Regions from separate parts of the Sus scrofa genome. Here all the other regions are linked to region 3. Evidence: chromatin contacts called from public Hi-C data. All regions are on one chromosome and are shown on one strand. The core of a region is the stretch at or near the end of the contact, and the rest is flanking DNA. Distances in the headings are between cores, read along the strand shown.

Region 1 (3,839 bases), core at 60-2,559, 190 kb before region 3:
TACTCTTCTGAGATGGAGAAGAGAGGAGGCTGGGAATCCTTGTTTCCTCTAGCACAATGGCAATTCTTGTCCCTGTTTTTCCCTCTTAGAGTGTCTCGAATTGTTTTCTACTTTTTTCGTCTCATATGTTAATTTATTTTAATTGAGATAAAGAGTCTGAGGAAAAGGAATATATTTTACTTTTCTTTATATTCTCTTGACGACAGCGAATAGACATTCAATACGATTAATCAGTGTACATATATTTGCGTTATGATTGTGTCAAATGTTTTGGAAAAGTTTTATTGTATGTGCTATGGAACACTTAACAGGAAAAACTCTTGGAGCAATTGAAAATTATGGGTTCATGTATGAAACTGGAAAAGCCAAGTAGAAATGGAAAATACACAAAGTAACAACTTTTAAGAATTTTATTTCAGAGTTCCCATCATGGCTCAGTGGAAAGGAATCTCACTAGCATCCATGAAGATGCAGGTTCAATCCCTGCCTTTGCTCAGTGGGTAAAGGTTCTGGTGTTGCCGTGAGCTGTGGTGTAGGTCGCAGACGCATCTTGAGTCTGGTGTTGCTGTGGCTGTGTTGCAGGACAGTGGCTACAGTTCTGATTTGGCCCCTAGCCTGGGAAACTCCATATGCTGTGGGTGCAGCCCTAAAAAGACAATAATAATAGTAATAATAATAATTTTATTTCAATGAATTTTGTGTAATGTAAGGGATTATTGGCAAGTTCCTACTACATGCTAGGTGTTCTTCTAGGTGCTTTAAATGTCATGGTTCACTTTATTTACTCCTCACAGCAATAATAGCAATATGAGGCAAGGATTGTTATTACCACGAATTTGCTAATCAAAAATGAGAAATGTTAGCATGTCCAAGGTCACCCAGGAATAAATGGAGACAGGATTCTAACACAGGCCTTTTGACACTTAGCCTAGGTTATAATCCCCCATATACTACACTTCAATGCAGAGGACACTGAGTGGAAAAAATGTGACCAATGACTCTGATTGTCATACTGGTGATGCCTTAATTTTATGTTTTGACTTGCCTGGGCCACAGGGTGCCCAGCTATTTGGTCAAACATTATTCTGGGTGTTTCTGTGAAGATAGTTTTGGATGAGATTAACATTCAAATAGACTGAGCAAAGCAGATTACCCTACTAGACATGGATGGGCCTCATCCAATCAGTTGAAGCCTTGGCTAGAACAAAAACAGTGACCCTGCCCTTGAGAAAGAGAGAGGTCCTCTCCTCTCCACTGGGACATTAGCTCATCCTGCTCCTCCAGCCTCCTGGGTTCTGGACTGGAACCATTGGCTCCCCTGGGTGTCTGGTTTGCTGACTCACCCTGCAGATCTTGGGACTTACCAGCCTTCATAGGCATGTGATAATAAATCCACACACACACACACACACACACACACCCTACTAGTTCTGTTTCTCTGAAGAACCCTGATTAATACATCATCTATGTGTTTCCAAGAAGAACTGAAGTTCTTTTTTTGAGTTCCTTGGATTTTCTCATGGAAAAACTGTTTTCATTATCATTCCCTTAAAATGCAAAGACAGTATTTATGTGACCTTATGTTATAACTTATGCTTGAGATGAAAGGCCTTAGATGTTCACATGAAAAATGACTTTGATCTTTAATTTCCAAGTGGTCAACTGAAATACTCAGCAGCTCAGCAATGGATATTCGTATTTCAATTTAGTTGCAGGATAAACGCTCTAGAAACCCAATTTCAATCCTGATCTGTTGAGACCTAAGTCTACTAAAATGTAGAACTAATTTAGGAGCTTTGGCTGTCAATGTATAGTGGTTCTTTTTAAAAGGAAAAGCTCTTTTTCCATCCACTATGTTCTTCCCCTGAAATAGTTCATCTCTTTGTCTCTATCTTGAGTGTGCTTAGTCCCTCATGGAAACCCTGCCCTCGCTTTTTTCTTCTTGAGCAAGTCTCAACTCTTCCCACTCACGTTGCAGTTTTTCTTTGTAGGTTTGAATGCCACAAGAGCTTGAGCTTTCGTAGTTAATTTTTCAAATTAGAAATCTTCTACTTGGGAGTTGTGCATTCATGCAGATAATTGATCAAATATATTATCTCAGGTTGAAAGAGCTCTCTGATTTCCATGACCTCTGATTTGGTTCCTTATGTAGTTATTTCAAGGTAATCAGTTCGTCCGAATGATAAGCAAGTTTTGACATGGAACTTGTTCTTTCATGGTTAGAATTCTGAAGTCTAAATGAGATAAAAGCCCAGTTAGTTCCTTTACTTTATGGCCTATTAAAAATTGCTGTTTGGTACATGAAGACTCGACAAATCTCAGACAAAAAATTAAAAAAGGAACTCCTCACAAATGCAAACTAATATATTTACGGTTTCCTAGCATTTTTAGTCCTCTAACACAATAAGATGCATAAACTGGGAACCTCACTAGCTTTGTTTACTCTCATCTCTGTGTTTTTTAAATGAAATCAAGTTCGGACTTTTTCTTAGATTTGGAAACATTTAGATCCTCTCCTCCCCTCCTACCAGAAGGTGTTCAAAGCTAAGGGATTGCTTAATAGTGTAAAGTAGAGGTTAAAACATCAAGAATCAATCAATGGAATTGTTTAGTTACTTCAGCGTCTGAAAAGGTAGGAAGAACTAAAATCCTGTTCCATGCTGCTAAAGAGCAACATTCTGTACAGTGGGTTGGGCTCACCCTGGATTGGAGAGTTTTTTTAAATCCTACGGTCCCTTGTCTGAACTACCTTATAAAATTATAAACATATGTAATGGATAATTGAAAATATATGAGACCTAGCCTAATAAAAACATAATTATTAAGATTTTAAAATCTTGGAGTTCCTGTTGTGTAGCTCAGCAGGTTAAGAGCCTCTCTAGTACCCAAGAGGATGTAGGGTCAATCCCTGGACTCACTCAGTGGGTTAAGGATCCAGTGCTGCCACAAGCTGCCGTGTAGTTTGCAGATGTGACTGGGATCTGGCGCTGCTGTGACTGTGGTGTAGGCTGGCAGCTGCAGCTCCCATTCGACCCCTAGGCTGGGAACTTCCAGATACCAAGGACGTGGCCAAAACAATTAAAAAAAATTAAATCTACTTTCCTGCTGATTTATTTGAGTGGTTCCCCAATTGTTTGAGGGGAGGGATATCGACATGAATTAGGATAAACTCTTATTCAGCCTTGCTAACTACTGTGGACTACCAAGGAATGCCAAATTACATAATTTTCTATTGTTATTGATGGATTAATTTAGTATTTCAGTCCCTCCCTGTGGGAGTGGCATGAAATTTGTGTTCAGTATCAAGGATACAATCTTCAGTGTGTTCTTAATTTCTCTCAGTGACGTATTTTCATGATGTAGCCCCTTTCTAATTCATTCTCTCTTTCCTCTTCTCCCTCTGCCTCCTTCCTCCCATTCTTTGTTGGGGTGGGAGAAATCACATCCTAAACTTTACCTTCGCTTTAGAGCCTGTCTTTTCAAAACCCTGTTTTCCTTCTGGTGAGTTTTGTTTACCTCATAACCTCTGTAACTAAGTTGTTCTCTATTTGCAAGTCCCAAGGAATAGTTAGATAAAACTTTATAGCCATATCTTAAAACCCCTATGTGCATGTATGTAGACAGCAACAGATAGGGTGTAATTTTCTTCTAAGCTGTTTTGTGCGGTGTTCTGTATAAGTAAGAATGTGGCTTAAATAATTCGTATTGTTTATGAGCTTAGAACTGGTTGCCTCCTCCAGTCGTAGAGGCATGGATCCCTGGTATTGAAAATGAAACCAGCCTTTTGCTGTGTGGTTCATAGAGACAGTGATATGCTTGATATTAAAAAAATGTTTTTC
Region 2 (4,222 bases), core at 517-3,016, 150 kb before region 3:
TTGTATCTGCATTTGTATCGGTAAGCAACACTCCTCTCATTCTCAACTCTTCTTCGTTACCTGAAGATGCCCAACCTCCAGTGAGACCTCCATACACTGCCTGCAGTTTCTGATGTATTATTTATTTATTGGGCCACGCCTGTGGTATGTGAAAATTCTGGGGCCAGGGACAGAACCTGTACCACAACACTGACAACCCCAGGATCCTTAAGCTGTTGAGCCACTGGAGAATTCCACTTCTTGATATCTTTAATCAATCTGAGTTGATTCAGGCTCAAATGAAATCGTGTCAGCAGCAAAGAGAGGAGAAGCAGACATGGGACTCTTAGAGGGTAATTCTGGCCATTGCCCTATGCAACTGTCACAAGCTGTAATCTCTTGCAACCTCAATTTTGTTGACTATGGATGGGATGAGATTTGTCTCCCAAAGTTACCGTAAGGATCCCTACACTGTGTAGCACATTGTCCATTTATAAATGGAAGCTATTGTTATTATTTATTTAATTATTTATTTATTTGGGGAGTGAAAAGTCAAATATGACAACATATTTTAACACATATTTAACCTTCCTTCCAACAGTCTTCTGGAGAATGTGATGAAAACTATGGACTAGCACCGTCCAATGAAAACATCATGCCTGTCGACATAGGTAATTTAAAACGTCTTAGTGTCATATTCAAAAAACAGGCAAAACTAATTTTAATTATATGTTTAACCAAACACTAAAAAATTCTTATCCTTTCAACATGCAATCAGTTTAAAATTATTGATGTATTTTACATTGTATTTTTTTATACCAAGTCTTCAAAATCCAGTGTGCATTTTTACACTTTCATTACAGCTCAATTTGGGCACTAAATTTTCAATGATTAAGTCAAATGTAGTCCTACCCAAATAATTTGTGTTTAACATAAGCATGTTACCCTGCTTCAGTTTTTAATTTAAAGCAAACTTGTGTAAAACAAACAATTCAGGGTCTCAGTCACAGTAGCCATGTTTCAAATGTTCACTAGCGGCTACCGTTTTGGACTGCATCTTCTCTAGAATTTCGTTTGTCCTTCTAGTGTATTCATGGACCTCGTGATCCGTGCTTTACATGTCACTTGGTTAAGAATTGTCTTTTTCACGTTTTATAAGGCAATTCACAGTTTTGAAGAAGCCAAAAAGTTACTTTCCATATGGCCACTATTCAAATTTACTTGTGAATAAATTCCTTGAGCTAAATCAAACAATCTTCTACAAACTGGAAACTGAACCACTGAGCTGGACTTAGAAAAGTAAGTTGAGGTTATAGTGGTTGAACCACTTTGGGCAGCTGCTCTGTATCTCGATCTTCTGGTTTGATCAGAGGACCTAACTTCTAATATTAAAGTGACTGATTTTCACCTTCCTGCTCAGTAAACTTCAGGGTCTTCACTTCTTAGGGCACACAAAGCTCTCTCAAAAAAACCAGGCAGTAGCCGCGGAACTTGCATACTGATAGGGATTTATCAAAAGCCCTCTCCTATTTTTAGCCAAAGCAACTGCTTGCCAATTCAGTTTCTGGAGAGAGAAATGCTTCCAGTACAAAACATTCAGGCGGGGCGGACAAAAATCCCCTAAGACTACTCCCACCGAAACTAGGTAGTGCAATTGTTTTTCCGCGACGGCTTCAGCTCGCCCCAGCAAGCCCGCGAGCTGGGCGCCGCCGCAAGCAGCCTGCTCCCAGCGCGGCGCAGCCCTGCCCGGCCCGAGGGCGTGGCCGGGAGCCGAGGGGGCGTGTCCTGGCGCGGGGGCGGGGCGGGTGGGAGGAGCCAGGAGGCGGAAGTTCCCGCGGGCGGCGGGGAAGGCGCACGCAACGGAGTCACTTGTCAGCTCTCGTCTGAGGCGGAGGCAGAGCCGCTGCGGCCCCGAGGTGAGTTGCCGTCCGCCGGGGATGTACGTCTGCGATCCCCGGTAGGAAGGAGGGAAAGAAGGGGTGGCCGTGCGCCGAGCGCTTGGGTGGACGCTCAGCTAGGGGAGAGGAGAGGCGCGCTGAGCGCTGGGAGGTTTCTCAGGTGTTTGCTGGACGCCCAACGGCTTGGGAGGAGAAGCGCCCTGGAAAAGGCGGCGCGGGAGTGGGCGCCAGGCCAGAGGACGGGCACCGGAGCCCGGGAGGGCCGGCACGAGCGCGGCGGAGGCAGGGACGCGGGACCCGGGCGCCCGGCGTGGCGAGCGCGAGCGCGGAGGGGCTCCCCGGGCACCCCCGCACCGACCTGCGATCCGGCTGCGGGGCGCCGCCGGGCACCCACCTAGGCGTCCCGGGGCACAATCGTCCTGTGCGAATCTCCGGGCGGTGTGGGTGGGAAGCGGGGCTAAACGGGAATGGCGTGTGCATTTTTTTTTATTTGCTCTCACGCCGAGAAGCGTGTATTTCCCCCGCATATTTAGGATTGTGTAACCTGTTAGGGGGAAACTTCCGTGCGTCCAGAAATAAAAGCTTTTTTAAAAAAACAAATCTGCCGTGAACGCCGGATTTATTAGTACTTGCGTACTTGTTGGGGCTTTTTAAAGGCTGTGCCTTCGGTTCGTTTGACAATAAGTGGAAAAAGGAAGGGCGTATGGACAGGGCAGAGCTTGGAAAGAAAATTCGTGGCTGCGCTGGGCAGGGCAGGTCTAGGGTGTGATCGCCAGATCCTATCCCAAGTCCGCCTTCCTGACCACGAGGACATCGCAACCCGCCTGGCCTCGGAAACAGCCGGCTCGGGAACCTTATTTGGCAAACAGGGCTAGGCGTGAACCTCTCCGCTGGCAAACTGTCTCGTCGCCTGCTTTCATCCAGTGCCTGTGGCTTTAGTTCTTTCACTCTATCTCCGCAGTCTCTGAGTCTGCGGAAAAAGAATCTCAAGATACTGCTTTAATTGCAGACTCTTCTTGTCACTCCCAGCAATTCATCAGGAGTTTTCCTTTCCCTCTTCCCACCCACCAAAGAAGCTTAGATAGAAGTGTGGGAAATACCAAGCTTCCTTCCCAAGTACTTGAGTGAAGACATCGTTCGGACTTTCCCTAAAGGAAATCCAGCACCATACAGAAGTTCCAACATTTTCTACATGTTTGAAAGCGGAGAGGCTGCTTGCTATTTCCTGCCTGCTTGGTATTTTAGGCAGACTTTGGGCATTAATAACCAGAGGAGAGACACCTGGAAAAGGCCAATAATGTTACCGTTGCTTAAGGGATCAGAATATTTTAAGGCAGGTGGAGCTAGCAAAGGGAGAATACTGGAAAGGAAATGACATGGACTAGGAATGAACTGACACGGGTTCCTGTAGTGTGGCCGTGACCTGGCCAGCGCTAGAAATTTTAATAACAAATGAGGGAAATCAGGAAGGAAACTCCAAGTAAGGGGAAGTTGCAGGTACATGGGTTAATATATGAATTAAATACATTTTCTTGTAGGGAACAATGAGATCAGAGGAAGTTGAGCCTGACTTTCACATTCTTCTCCTGACGAAGGTTAAAGATTAAAAAAGAAGGAGAGGCAGGCTGCCTGTGAAATATCTGTCGGCTTTATGCACTTTTAATTTGTGTTGTGAGCCATTATTAAAATAGTCTTTCTCTAGAAGTTCTCTGAAACTCTTTTATTACAGCAAGAAAGCAATTACATTATTTGTTGCCCCTTATGACGGCCTTACTGCTCATTTTTCACATACATCTAATAGTCTGACCTCTGGTTTGGCCTTTTCATCTTTTTAGTGCCTGTTACATCAGTACTGATGTAACATATTACCGCCTGGTAGTATGCTAGTGGAAAAGCCCGTTTTCTTTCTGGGTAGATGCAGTGAGGATTTTCACTGATTTTTTTTTTTTTAAGAGCTAGACTTGAAAGCATTTGTTTGTTTGTTTTGTTTTTTAGGTTCCCAGGCAAGGGGTCAAATCAGAGCCGCAGCTGCCAGCCCACACCACAGCCACAGCAACGTGGGATTCGAGCCACATCTGCAACCTACACCACAGGTCACAGCAATGCTGGATCCCCAACCCACTGAGCAGGGCCAGGGGTTGAACCTGCATTCTCATGGATACTAGTCAGATTCTCGTTTCCACTGTGCCACATCAGGAACTCTGGTAGACTGGAAAGTTTTGACTCATTTCCCCATATGAGAAGATGGAATCTGCTTGCCTTTAATATACCCAGTAGTTCAAGTATCTCCATCTGCCACTGTTAGTTTGGGGTGATGGAATAGTAATTTTGAATGGGTTAAAAAG
Region 3 (3,930 bases), core at 1,426-3,925:
GGGCTGAGTGCAAATGCTCCTCGTCCAAGCTCTTCTTATTCCTCCTGTGACATCCCCCACACATTCCCATCCATGGAGCACCACCCCCTCCCTCCACAGTGGAAAAACAGCTCACTTCTAAAGTGTGTCATTTTTACCCCTCTTGGGCACCTCCTTTTCTACGTTGTATTATGGATATTTGTCTATATGTCTTAAATCTCCCAGCTAGAGTATGAACTCCTTGAATACAGGCTTCTTAGTATAATATAAATTGGAAGCAAAAGGCATTCTGATAGGCACGGTACTTCTTTCTAAGCATTTACACATAAATATATATGTAAATTAAAATATAAATAATATTTAAGTATATAAACACAATGTGGGTGGGGTTGGGGTGCCAACCCCCTATGCAGTCAAAAACCCACATGTAACTTTACAGCTGACCCTCCCTTTCTGTGGTTGCACATTCGTGGATTCAGCCCAGCATGGATTCTACAATAGTGTCGGGGGGCGGGGGGCGGGGAACACGTGTATGTGGACCCGTGAGTGCAGTTCAAACTCACGTTGTTCAAGGGTCCCTTGTCTGTAAATATACAAATTCAGTTTGAAGGTGCATGTTGAGTGTAAGCTTCATGTCTCATGAGCTACTTTTTAAATTACAGTTATGCTCTATTAGTCAGGTAAGCCTGTCTTAACAAGATACCCAGACTTGCTGGCTTCAACAACAGAAATTTATTTTCTCACATTTCTACAAGCTAGACGTCCAAGACCAAGGTGCTAGCAGGTCGCTTGCTGGTGAGGCTGCCCTGTCTGGCTTGCAGATGACCACTTTCTTGCCGTGTCCCTGCCTTTCCTCTGTGGACGTGCAAAACGAGAGAGCCCTGGTGTCTGTTTCTCCCGCCCCTTAAAGGACCCTGGTCATCTTGGATCAGGGCGTCAACAGTCATGACCTCATTTCTCCTTCATTCCCTCTTCCTGTCTCGGAATCCTGTCATATGAGGGGTCAGCTTCCGTGTGGATTTGGGGGGGGGGAGACATGGTTCAGTCCATAACACACAGCAGATGCCTTCCTAAACCTGCATTCATTTTGACTGATTAGCATTCAAGGAAAAGTTATTCTAACGTGGAATCACTGACTTAGACCCGGTTGGAAATACTACTCTTACCTCTGTTGTGGTCCCTCCTTTTCTGATCTGTGTGACAGCTGTTTGTTTCCATATCCCATATGCCTGACTAGAGTAGAAGCTCTCTGAACACAGGTCTTTGTATGCTTCACTCCTCCACCCTTGTCTTAGGCTCTAATTAGCACTGATGACTGATGGTAATAATGGTATGTGATTGTTCATTTCTCCAATTCCCTAATAGTTGAATTTTTAGGAAATTGCTTACAACATGGTATGCTTGTCTTTTTAATGGAATAAAAATTCAACACAAGGTCAAAATTTCATAAAAACATCAAGGCATTAATATCTATACTGAACGTGAAATAGAACCATCTAAAGCTGCTGGAAAGGAGAATTGTGCCCTGGGCAACCTACCTGGCAAAAGTGGATGCTTTTCCCTTGGTATTTTCTGTTGAGTGGTCATGGAAGATACTTTTTAAAAAGTAAGGGAACATTTGTTCCTTAATGCATCTTCCTTTGTATTTTTGGCCTATTTCAACATGAATAGAGCTCAGTGCCTCCTGTGAGGTGAGAATACCTGACTAATTTTAGAAACAGGCATTTAAAATACTTGGTGCTCCGATTGCAAATACCAACAAAAATTTATCATACGAAGGAAATGATTAAAATTAAGAGTTTAATCTAAAACACTGATTAAAAAGAAATATCCCTGGAGTTCCCATCAAGGCTCAGCAGTTAGCAAACCTGACTGGTATCCGTGAGGACATGGATTCGATCCCTGGCCTCACTCAGTGGGTGAAGGATCTGGTGTTGCCGTGAGCTGTGGTGTAGGTCGCAGAGGCGGCTCGGATCTGGCATTGCTGTGGCTGTGGCGTAGGCTGGCGGGTGTAGATCAGGTTAGACCCCTTGGCTGGGAACCTCCATATGCCACGGATGCAGCCCTAAAAAGCAAAAAAACAAAGAAAAGAAAAGAAAAAACTTAGACAGCAGAACCTGCATAAGTACTTCCAAACATACTCTTTTTACAGCAAGTTTTTAAAACATTTTAGCTTGTTCACAGATACTCGTATGATCACATAAAATAGAGTAATGAAGAAACACAGAGGGCTGGCCTGTGCCTTTCTTCATTATTGATGTTTCATAGATATTCTCGACTCTTGTTGCATATCCTTACTAAGGCATGTGCCCTTTGAGTAAATTTGCCATCCTCTATACGCTGTACAGAGATCTCAAGAATCATTCCCTAGGCTCATATTTTCACGTATTTTCATGATGTAAGAATAAACAGATTTGCCCCAAAGCACAGAACACCAAGGCTTTCCCAGGCATAGCCTAATTTTTAAAAATAAAAATAAAACCTTAAAGGCCAGATAGAATTGCTTAGCCAATGTTATCGTACACATTCCCGAAAAGTGTTTCACAAACCTGGAAAAAAGACTGCAGTTTCAAAAAATGGGCATATAACCAAGCAGTAATTACTGTTGCAAAACATGGAATATTTGTGCTGTATCGCCTTTTCATTTTCTGCTGGTGAGTTTCATGGTCCTATGCGAGGGTTGGTTTGGCGACTATAATGTAAAGGTCGCCATCTATTGAACAGAAGTAATTACTGCACTTAAGCTCTTGGTGAGAAAAGTATGAAATTACTGACGTCAGAAACATAGTTCCTTTCTACGCTGTTTTTCACACACAAATTATTTCTCAGTTTAATTATGGGAATACTTGGGTTCTTTTCCAAAATTGAGCTGGTAAGACTACCATTTATGAAGATTTTTTTCATCAAAATCACCTCATAATAAGCAAAAATTGATGTTCATAGTCGAAATTATGCACTAAGTCCTTTAGAAATTGGTTCAGACCAGAGGGAGTTCCCGTTGTGCCTCAGCAGATTATGAACCTGACTAGTCTTCATGAGGACGTGGGTTCCATCCCTGGCCTTGCTCAGTGGGTTAAGGATCCGGTGTTGACACAAGCTGTGGTGTAGGTTGCAGATGCGGCTCGGATCCTGTGTTGCTTTGGATGTGGTGTCAGCTGGCAGCTGCAGCTCCAGTTCAACCCCTAACCCTTGAACTTCCATATGCTGCACCTGTGGCCTTAAAAAAAAAAAAAAGTCTATAAGGCCTTCTTAAAAGCCAAATAGTATTGAAAAAAGGAGGGCAGGATTGCCAAGACCCAGAATTAAAAGTTCTCAAGAAGCAAATCACACTCACCACATTTTGGATAGATTGGGGGAAATGTTACTGCATATATTTTTTGGAGCATGGGGTGCTGTGACAGCTTTCTCAAGACACATGGCATCTCCAGGGACTCTCAGTGGGTGGCTGTAACAGTGGGCATTCAGACAGAGTCATTTATATTTTCAAATAGGTAATTTGACCCTGCAGTATTGAATAGTACATCTTTTTAATCTGAATTTGGAAAAATGCTTTTATCATATATTAATTCTTTTCATAATCTTAGCATTACATGACTACTATACAGTGGATTGTAACAGGTGATTTGTAAGTAGGCATTACACCTTAAAATCCTTATATGGGTATTTTTTATAGATGTAGTGTAAATAAATGCTCGTTCATTACCGATCTTGCCTTCAGACCCCTTTCTACATTTTTTAGCATATGGAGGTTCCCAGGCCAGGGGTCTAACCTGATCTACAGCTGCCAGCCTACGCCAGAGCGACAGCAACATGGGATCCGAGCCGCGTCTGCAACCTACACCACAGCTCACGGCAACGCCAGATCGTTAACCCACTGAGCAAGGGCAGGGATCGAACCCGCAATCTCATGGTTCCTAGTTGGATTTGTTAACCACTGCGCCACGACGGGAA

Evidence for each region. A called contact is a pair of places that touch in the nucleus more often than the background predicts.
Region 1: a Hi-C map of embryonic fibroblasts shows a contact between it and region 3, with 4 times the contacts expected there. The contact joins two enhancer-like sites. A contact is called at or near these places in 1 of 5 promoter capture datasets (liver), 18 of 47 Hi-C or Micro-C datasets (alveolar macrophages, blood, brain and 9 more) and 2 of 2 datasets of contacts at active chromatin or transcription factors (alveolar macrophages and skeletal muscle).
Region 2: a contact with region 3 is called in a Hi-C map of embryonic fibroblasts, with 3 times the contacts expected there. The contact joins the promoter of PDLIM5 here to the enhancer-like site in region 3. A contact is called at or near these places in 3 of 47 Hi-C or Micro-C datasets (embryonic fibroblasts, heart right ventricle and liver) and 2 of 2 datasets of contacts at active chromatin or transcription factors (alveolar macrophages and skeletal muscle).

What each region holds. Positions count from the first base shown.
Region 1 is chr8:125,295,966-125,299,804 of Sscrofa11.1, reverse strand. No RefSeq gene overlaps it. Among named protein-coding and RNA genes, the nearest start is that of PDLIM5, 38 kb to the right of the region's middle. Within about 2 kb of position 1,309, at least 4 of the 83 cell types and tissues checked have an H3K27ac peak or open chromatin away from gene starts, as enhancers often do. A contact at or near this core is called in embryonic fibroblasts, where this site is marked.
Region 2 is chr8:125,257,513-125,261,734 of Sscrofa11.1, reverse strand. It overlaps PDLIM5 (PDZ and LIM domain protein 5), which reads left to right and starts at 1,766. Exons shown (of 18, transcript XM_021101756.1): 1 at 1,766-1,895.
Region 3 is chr8:125,110,851-125,114,780 of Sscrofa11.1, reverse strand. All of the region lies in intron 9 of PDLIM5 (PDZ and LIM domain protein 5), which reads left to right. Among named protein-coding and RNA genes, the nearest start is that of PDLIM5, 150 kb to the left of the region's middle. Within about 2 kb of position 2,675, at least 9 of the 83 cell types and tissues checked have an H3K27ac peak or open chromatin away from gene starts, as enhancers often do. A contact at or near this core is called in embryonic fibroblasts, where this site is marked.